Regions from separate parts of the Zea mays genome. Here region 2 is linked to region 1. A link is a contact called in public Hi-C data. All regions are on one chromosome and are shown on one strand. Each heading gives the region's core, a stretch centred on a gene start, on an enhancer-like site or on the middle of the called end of the contact. The rest is flanking DNA. Distances are from core to core; before and after follow the strand shown.

Region 1 (4,281 bases), core at 628-3,127:
ATGATACCTTCAATAACTTGTCCATATTTGGCAAACTCGTCTCTGAGACTGTGATCATCGGTTCCATAAGAAAGCCCTGAACAATATTTACAACCATCAGGAAACTATACAAGGACAAAGAACTTTGAGAAAGCAGATACAAATTATAAACAGGCTAGAACCTCCAACAAAAAGCTTGGATGATGACATGCATCTGATTGCTTGGTAGACAGACATATTTGAACTCGTAGCATTCTTGAGCAGACCACCAAGCTTATTAGCTAGCATCATTGTGCCTAACTGCAACAGGGCAAGATTCTGAGATATCAACAGATAATCCAATACACATCCAAAATGGAAAGGGCAGGTCATGTAAATTTAACTATTTGTCATATTTATGGATGGCGGCCCTAAACCATGAGTCAATGACAGCTGAGTCACTGACATGTCATTTTGTGTGCCAGCCACCCCATAAAGATGGTAAAAAATAGGTTGTCCTAAGTTCACCACGAATAAATGTTCTAATCAGACATAACTAAATGAACGGCTACCTTACAATTGGTAGAAAAAGTTTACTGCAATAGTTATAGTTTGTAAGAGCATCTCCAACAACGTAATCTATAAAAATGCCCTATAATTTAAAAATGAGTATATTTTATAGAATTTAGGGCACCAACAAAACATTCCGCTCGAATAGTAAAGCATCAAATCTAGATTATAGTACAGCACACTACGGTATAATTTTTTAACCAAATTTTATTAAATGAGGCACGGAGTAGTTTTTACTACATAGAGCCTCATATTTTTCAATTTAAGGCACAAATTTGAGGCATCGTTGGAGATGCTCTAACAGGCATTGATACCAAAGGGGCAATAAACAGTTGCCCACCATCTTGTTATAACAGAGGATGAAGGAAACATGCACCACTGCCTTGCTTGAAGCATAAAAAATGTGCTCAATATTTAAAAAAAACATAACTGTAGCGAGGATTCAAATTTCAAGTATAAACAGAGGCACTACTGTATGATGATAGTAATGGAGATGGTCATTAATTTTGACATGGTAACAAAATAAAAAAAAGTTTTCATAACACTGATCTGAGAATTTATTATTCATGGGGACATGGATATTGAGTGCTGTGGCATCAAGAAATAGACTAAGAAACAGCAGAAGCTTGGGTGTTAAACAGTAGTTGACTACAGCTACCTAATATACACCATTTAAACATTCTAATCGAAGGAAAACAAAACGAAAACATTCCATGTGCACCATAAAGACCCATACAACATGTGGACCAAATGGCTACAAACGTAAAAGGATGCTAGAAAAACACGCCGCGAGTAAAGTAGAGCAGCGTACTAATAGGAAGTTAATCACACATCGTAGAAGTTCGGAACCACGAAACCGAGCGATGAAGACGAAAAAAATGCGGGGATCCAGGTAAACCCTAACCACCGAGCCGTGCACGAGCGCGAACCACCATAAACGACCTACGTCCAAACTAACAATACACGAAATCATAAACACTAAAACACACTACTTCTACTCCCCAATCGCCCCCAACGAGTTAACGACGCAAGGAAACGAAAAGGACACGGATCGCCAACGCTAGCGGCATGGGGCGCATCATCCCGACGGGTAGCATCAACACGATGGAAAAACAGGCTGAAACAATAAATCGAAAATATATATAGCTACTAGGGTTTAAGCGCGCACCTGAGAGACGGAGGGGAACGAGGAAAGGGGTTTAGGGGCCGCGGTACGAAAGGCGGCGGCGGTGGCGGACGCTGGTGATGAGGGGAGGCGGTGGGCAAGGATGGTGATATAGGGCTCCTGGGAGCCACGCGGCCGTCCGATGGGCTCAAGCAATCAGCTGTCCATTCGATCCTTGCTATTCAACTGCTGCGGCGTGGGGGACGGATATTTTTTAGGCGGGGGTTACGCGTAACGTCGATGGCATGTGGGGTCTACATACGAGTTGATCGCAGTGTCAGTGTCAGTGGCTGGGCGGTGAGGCCGTGTCTCCCGGTCTGCAGTATCGGGCAAGCCTACGGGCCCAAACGGAAAAAGAGGACCTGAGCCGACTCCGCCGAGGTCGGTGGCGGCGGCGGCGGTGAGCATGGCCGCGCAGAGGGAGAAGTCCGCGGCCGTCGCGGTCGGCCCAGCACACGGCGCTGCGGTATCGGGGTCTCCTTCTCCTTCGTCCTCATCCGGAGGCCCGGCGGCGGCGTCCTCGTCGGGAGAGCGGTGGAGCGCCGCGATCGGGAACCTGGGGGAGCTCGGCGCCAACGTGGACGCGCTGCAGAAGATGCTCGGGCGGAAGGCTGTCTTCGTCGACGATGACATCTTCTCCAAGGCCTCCCTCGCCGCCGACCAGGCCCGCACCATTAAGGTATATACATACGTACTGTCCAGTCGTTGCTGCATCAGGCTATCAGCCCCTGTGGTTGTCCTCCCCTCTCTATGCTCGGCATCCGGGTTCAGCCGATGCCCCTCCCTGAAGGGCCGAGCGCGTAGATTCGGTCGCCTTCACTTTAATTGTGGAATTCACTGCTCATAGAGCAAGAGGGGATCTTGAGCTGGGTGTGATTTTGAGTGCTTCAATGTGATTCAGTTTTGTGCGACCTTGTGCCTCTTTGGCATAGGCTTGTCGAGCTAGGTAACTCTTCCTCATACAGTGACATGAAACTGGCTGGCCTTTTGTGGAACAGAAATTTTGATTTGTACAAAATCGGAATTCAGAAGTTGGTAAACTGGAATGCAAAAGATGGTACTTTGTGTTCCACTTTCGCAAATCGGATTCTTTGTTTATTGTGGTTCCACGAGACTGTGTTAGACTTTATACATCCAAAGGCGAGGACGAGGTTGCTGTTTTACTGCAATGAGCCAGCATCAGTATGATACGAGTGTAGTGTTATAAAGATAAATGTGAGCGGCTTGGACCTAAGCTATTGATCCAGTGACTTGAGGAATTAACACAAAAAAAAGACGGGGAACTTATGTGATGTGCCCATGTAGTGTTTACGAATTTATGTTCACTCAAAACTAGTTCCTTTGGACTTCCCGTATTTTCTCAATTTGGAGATATGGAAGACAGAATAACATAATCCTCACAAACAAAAGTTCATGTTATGCTGCTACGAGTTATTATTATGTGGTAACTTTGTACTTTTAGGTATGTTTGTCTTATGTTTTTTTTACAATAAGCTAAGAGTAGGAATAAGGAGTAAGAAAAAGTCTTGGACTTTGCGGTAGGTTTTAACCTGTTCGTAGCCAATAGTTTCTTTAGAAAGAGAGAATCTTATTTAGTGACCTATAGTAGTGGTCAACGTTCTAGTTAGATTGACTTTGTCTTCACAAGAAAAAAGGATAAACAAGTATGATTGGATTGTAAAGTGATACTTGAGGAGTGCGTTGATGCATGCCCGTAGGGATAAAAAAAACAAGATTACGTCCTGCTCGCCACCTCCGGTTGGGCCGTTGCAGAGTGCGCGGTGACGACCCGCTAGTGATGGAGGGCTAGGGTTCGTGGATTTTTTTGGACGGGATCATGTTTCTGTCTCTTCTTAATATAATATCGGGGGCGGTCTTTCCCTCCCTGGCTGAGTTTTTTTATTGTGGAATTAAGTTGATGAGCTACACTATAAAGGTATGTGAGAGAGTTATTGAGCATTGTCTCAGATGAATAACGAGGATCTATATAAACCAATTTGGCAAGTGATGGAGGAAGAACCTACACAGTGTTCAGCGACTTGGAGAATGGTTATGATAAATTAACAAGAAATGTTATGTGGTGGGGTTTTAGACAAACGTAACGTTCCAACAAAATATCTTGGACTCAACAAGGATATGAACAACAATGTTGTGACTAGTGTGCAAACAAGTGATGAGGATACGAATGATTTCTCGCATATAATAGGACTATATCAAGAGTAATTTTTAAGCCCTTACCTTTTTGCCTTGGTGATGGATGAGGTCACAAGGAACATACAATGGGATATACCTTGGTGTATGCTTTTTGCGGACTATGTAGCGCTAGTTGAGGAAAGTTGGGCGGAAGTAAATAGGAAACTAGAGTTGAGGTAGGAGACTGAAGTTTAAAGGTTAGACACAATAGAACTAAAATCGTATACATGAGATGTGGCTTCGGCATTACTACACCTGAGGAAGATGTTAGTTTGGAAGGTCAAGTAGTGAGCACGAGTGATGGGATATTGATGAAGATGTTAGCCATAGAATCAAAATAGGGTGGAGGAAGTGGCACCAAACATCTAGCCAGAATGTGATAAGACGATACCACA
Region 2 (4,281 bases), core at 1,193-3,692, 180 kb before region 1:
CCCGCTAGCTCCGACTCGGCGACTCCGTAGCGTCATGTTTTGTGAGCAGGGCATGTTTTTTTCGTCGACGGAATCTCGGTGTCAGTTGGGTCGGTCCACTGGGCCGTGCATCCATGCATGCATCTGCCCTACCTGCCCAGACCAGCAGAGGCCAGAGGCCAACAGCGACGCGGACCTTTCCTCATCTGAACAGGAGCTGAGCTTTTTTGGAACATGCATGCATGTCCCAGATGTTGGGGATGCATGGTGCGAGCGGGAGTAAAAAAAACAAAGGGCACGTTTGCGACCTTGGCCCGTTGGCCTGGCTGCGCTCGCTGGATGCAACGTGTGTGTTTGTGTGACTTGATTTGTTTTAGAGCTCGGTCCTGCGGGTGCAAAAGTGGCTCTTCAGCCTGGCTCCCAGGAAACGAAGGCAGGCTCCGTTTTTTTGGAGCTCGGCTACCGGTGGCGCAAACCAGCTCCTCGTGGCTGCTTCCAAGAAACAAAAGTGACTTTTAACCTGGCTGTCTACGTGTGGCAAACATTGGCTCACTTGGACCGGGCTTATTTGGTACAGTTGCACAAACAAGATATATTGTATCAATTGAGACCGGCTAACTTCAGCCTGGTTCACCCGAACGAGCCGAGCCGGCCTCATACGTCGTCGCAAACACGCCCAAAGAAGCTGGTGTGGCCAGGCTGTGTGTGACTCTGAGACTCATCAGTGTGTGACTCAGGGTTCACCGTCCCGTTTTATAAGTGATTTCTCACTCATACCCAAAAATGGTTTTTAGCACACAAAAAAAACCCGCTAATCTCGAGCGGTTTGAATTTTTGAATTTGAATTGTGATTTTTCGTTTTTCTCGACGGCTTTTTCGCCGCTTTCTTGGTGGTTTTCGCTATTTTCTCTGCGGGTTTACGGGTTCGGATTTAGTTAACGGGTCTAGAAAAAACCGAATTTATTTTGAATACCAAAACATGATTTTTAAATAAATAATATATTTCTGATTTCCTAAAATTCTATAATTTTGATAAATTTCCCCATAACTTTTATGATTATTTTTGAAATTCAAAAAATTGAAACAAAATGCTCGAAAAAAGTTCGGTTTTTGAAACCGGTCGATGGCGAGAACGAGATTTTTTTGGCGGTTTTGCCGAATCTCGCTCTCGAGATTTTTTTTACCCTCGTATGACTCTGCATGGGCGCCTCGAGAGTCGCTCGTAGTGGTACCGCTAGTTAAATTTTGTTTTAATAAAACATAAAAATATGTACATGTGTTTTGTTGATTAGATTTCGAAACTTCACTTCACTTGTGTGTAATTTTACTTTATTTTTGTACGAAGTAAAAAGGGGGTGTCTGACTGTGGAACCCAAGTAGAGATGGCCAAACGGGCCGCCCGGCCCGGCCCGGCCCGCCAGACACGGTTAGGAAACTGGGGCGGGCCTGCTGAGCCCGCGGGCTTGATTCTCTGTCCGAGCCCGGCCCGTAGTGGGCCTAAACGGGCCGGCCAGACCCGTTTAGCACGAAAAAAGCGGGCCAAAAGCGGGCCAAAAAGCATATTTTAGTGCAAAAAAAGCGGGTTTAACGTGCTTAGAGATAAACGGGTCGTGCCGTGCTAGCCCACCATGTCTAATTTCCTGTCCGAGCCCGGCTCGCTTATTCGTGCCGGGCCAGCCCGGGCTCGCATAGAACCGGGCCGTACCGGGCCCAAAAAGCGGGGCTCGCGGGCCTCGTGCTTATTGGCCATCTATAAACCCAAGTGGTGCTAGGGAGTAGCATTGCACAGACCACGGTGGCAGCACAGTGCCGTACGCCCGTACTATATACTTCCATAAATAGAGCCAAAGAGGGTAGGAGTGGGCGAGTGGCTAAGGTGCCGGTGCCGGTGCCTGTGCTGCCCTCCGAATAATTGCCGTGTATGGTACTGGCCCGTACGTACGTACGCCACGCCAGATTGACGCACACACCCCGGCCCGCTCCATTACCAGAAATGGAGTATAGGAGGATCATAGCCATAGGAGTACTGCCCTACCCCTACCATGCATTCTGCATGCACGTATAGATCGACGACGTCGTACCTGCCGTGCGCGGCGAAGTCGTGGAGCCTGCCCTTGTCGGAGAAGACGAGCAGCGCGACGTCGGCGTCGCAGAGCACGGCCAGCTCCCGCGCCTTCTTCGCCAGCCCGCGCCGCCGCTTCGAGAAGGTCACCTGCCGGCTCACGCTGTTCTCGATGCGACGCACCTCCACCTTGCCGCGCCCGCGCCCCATCTATATATCGTTTTGGTTTCGACTTTCGATCACGTCTTCACCACCGCGCGCCTCAGTCTCTGGGTGGGTGGTGTGGAATTTTTGGCTGGCAGGCAGGAACTGAGCCGGCCGAGGCCGGCGGCGGCGATGGACGGCCGGAACTTGAGAAGATGAAGCCTTAAGGAGCCGAGGGCCGAGCGCTGGGCTAGCCTGCCTGCCTAGCTTGCTTGCAATTTATATATAGTAGCAGCACGCAGCACGCACACGCAGGGCGGGCGGGCAGGGGACTGACTGACACTGGATCGGATCGAGTACACAGGTTGACTAGTAGTGTCTGCACGCTCCCTCGCTGCTCTGCTCTGCGTGGGCGGCGTCGCTGTCGACTGCCGGTTGGCCGCGGCGCCTGCCGCGGTGGGCGACCACGTACGGCCGGGGCGCGAGTGGCCGGGTGCCGTAGCGCGCACAGGCGGCTGCCGGGCCCCGCGGAGGAACAGCCAGATTCCCGTCCTCCCTGCTTTGTGGCTCGGGACTGGGGAGGGAGAGAGGGAGGGCTTCCCCCTTTTCCTCTCTGCCCTAGCTTAGGTGTGCCATGGATTAATTAGCATTAGTACAAACAAACTCTATAGATGCAGATAAAACCTACTTTTAGAACCTTCAGTACTAAGGGTATGTAGAAATCGGTCTTTTCATTGGCAGTTAGTTAAAAACCACCGGTGGAAATTGATTTCCACTTGTGGTTGAGCTAATGAAACTATCAGTAGAAATTAGATTTTAATTCACGGTCATAACAAAGAGCATGGCAAGCCCTGATATTTCATCGCTAGGCTCAAAGAAGCTTGTCTTCCCATCACGGGCGAATCAAAGCATGTTCGCTTGACTTTAATTCATACCAGCTTCTATGCTTCTACAGTACTTTGTCTTTATGAATTGCGGCTGCAGCAGTCTGAACAACTGACTTTAATCCAAGCTCCGAACCAAGCAACAATAAACAGAAGAAAGACGCCCAGAAAAGGGTACAATATGTTGGGGTTCAAGGATCCAATATCAAGTTAAAGTGGTCACATATTCCAATTACATTCTCTCAAGAAGACCTTCAACTCAAAGATTACCCACACAAAGATGCCATGGTGATTTCGTCTGTCATAAAAGGCTTCATAGTTCACAATGTCTTGGTCGACATAGGCAGTGCAACAGATATCACCTTCGCAAAATCCTCCAGGCCATTGTAAGAACCTGAAGATAAAATTCAAAAATCAGCTTACCCACTCTGTGGCTTTAGAGGCAAGCAAGTCATAGCACTTGGAAAACTGGCCATGGCTGTCACCTTCGGCTATATCAACAACACTAGAACAGAGGAAGTTGTGTTTGATATTGTCGATATGAAATTCCCATATAATGCAATCATTGGAAGAGGAACACTTAATGCTTTCGAAGCAGTCCTACACTCAGCATGTCTTTGTATGAAGATACCAAGCAACCAAGGCGTTACATCAGTTTATGGAAGCCAAGAAGCCGCAAGAAGGGATGAAGGAACCTGGCAAGAATCCAAGGCTATCCATAATATTGATGAAGCTAAAGCTGAAGCTCAAGCACTGTCACACCCGGTTTTAGAAGGCAAACCGAATGCGAACCATGTACGTGCCAGGATCAGTTATTCACGTACACAGCAGTTACATAACATGGACATCATCACACAGTGCTCAAAATAGTATTAAAAGGGAAATAATAGTCGATTACATCATATGTCTGAGACGTCCATATAGTCCTTACAATAAATCAAAGTGCGAAAACGAAACGTAGATAACCGCGGCCTTCACAGGCAGCCGACTGGGGGTTGCCGCTAACCCACGCCTAGAACTCGTCGTAGTCTTGGAACTCCTGGAAGTCTCCTTCCACAGCTTCATCTTCTCCTGAGCAGTGGTTGCAATGCTGACAACCTGGGTATGGGGGGTTTGGTGTGTAGAGCAAGGGTGAGTACACATCAACATACTCAGCAAGTATCCTGTTTGGCTGTAGTGGACTAGCTTTATGTGGGGATAAGTCAAGCAGTT

What was found. Hi-C and Micro-C count contacts between places; a contact is called where the count stands out from the background.
Region 2: a contact with region 1 is called in a Hi-C map of tassel, with 2.7 times the contacts expected there. The contact joins the promoter of LOC100285996 here to the promoter of LOC100284207 in region 1. A contact is called at or near these places in 5 of 25 Hi-C or Micro-C datasets (bundle sheath, ear, leaf and 1 more).

The regions. Positions count from the first base shown.
Region 1 is chr10:17,615,539-17,619,819 of Zm-B73-REFERENCE-NAM-5.0, reverse strand. LOC100284207 (glycine-rich RNA-binding protein 7) reads right to left here and starts at 1,877. Exons shown (of 5, transcript NM_001254914.2): 1 at 1,697-1,877; 2 at 162-279; 3 at 8-76. The coding sequence starts at 270. It overlaps LOC100382621, which reads left to right and starts at 2,060. Exons shown (of 3, transcript NM_001175346.1): 1 at 2,060-2,372. The coding sequence starts at 2,100.
Region 2 is chr10:17,795,686-17,799,966 of Zm-B73-REFERENCE-NAM-5.0, reverse strand. LOC100285996 reads right to left here and starts at 2,442. Exons shown (of 8, transcript NM_001158884.1): 1 at 2,061-2,442. The coding sequence starts at 2,251.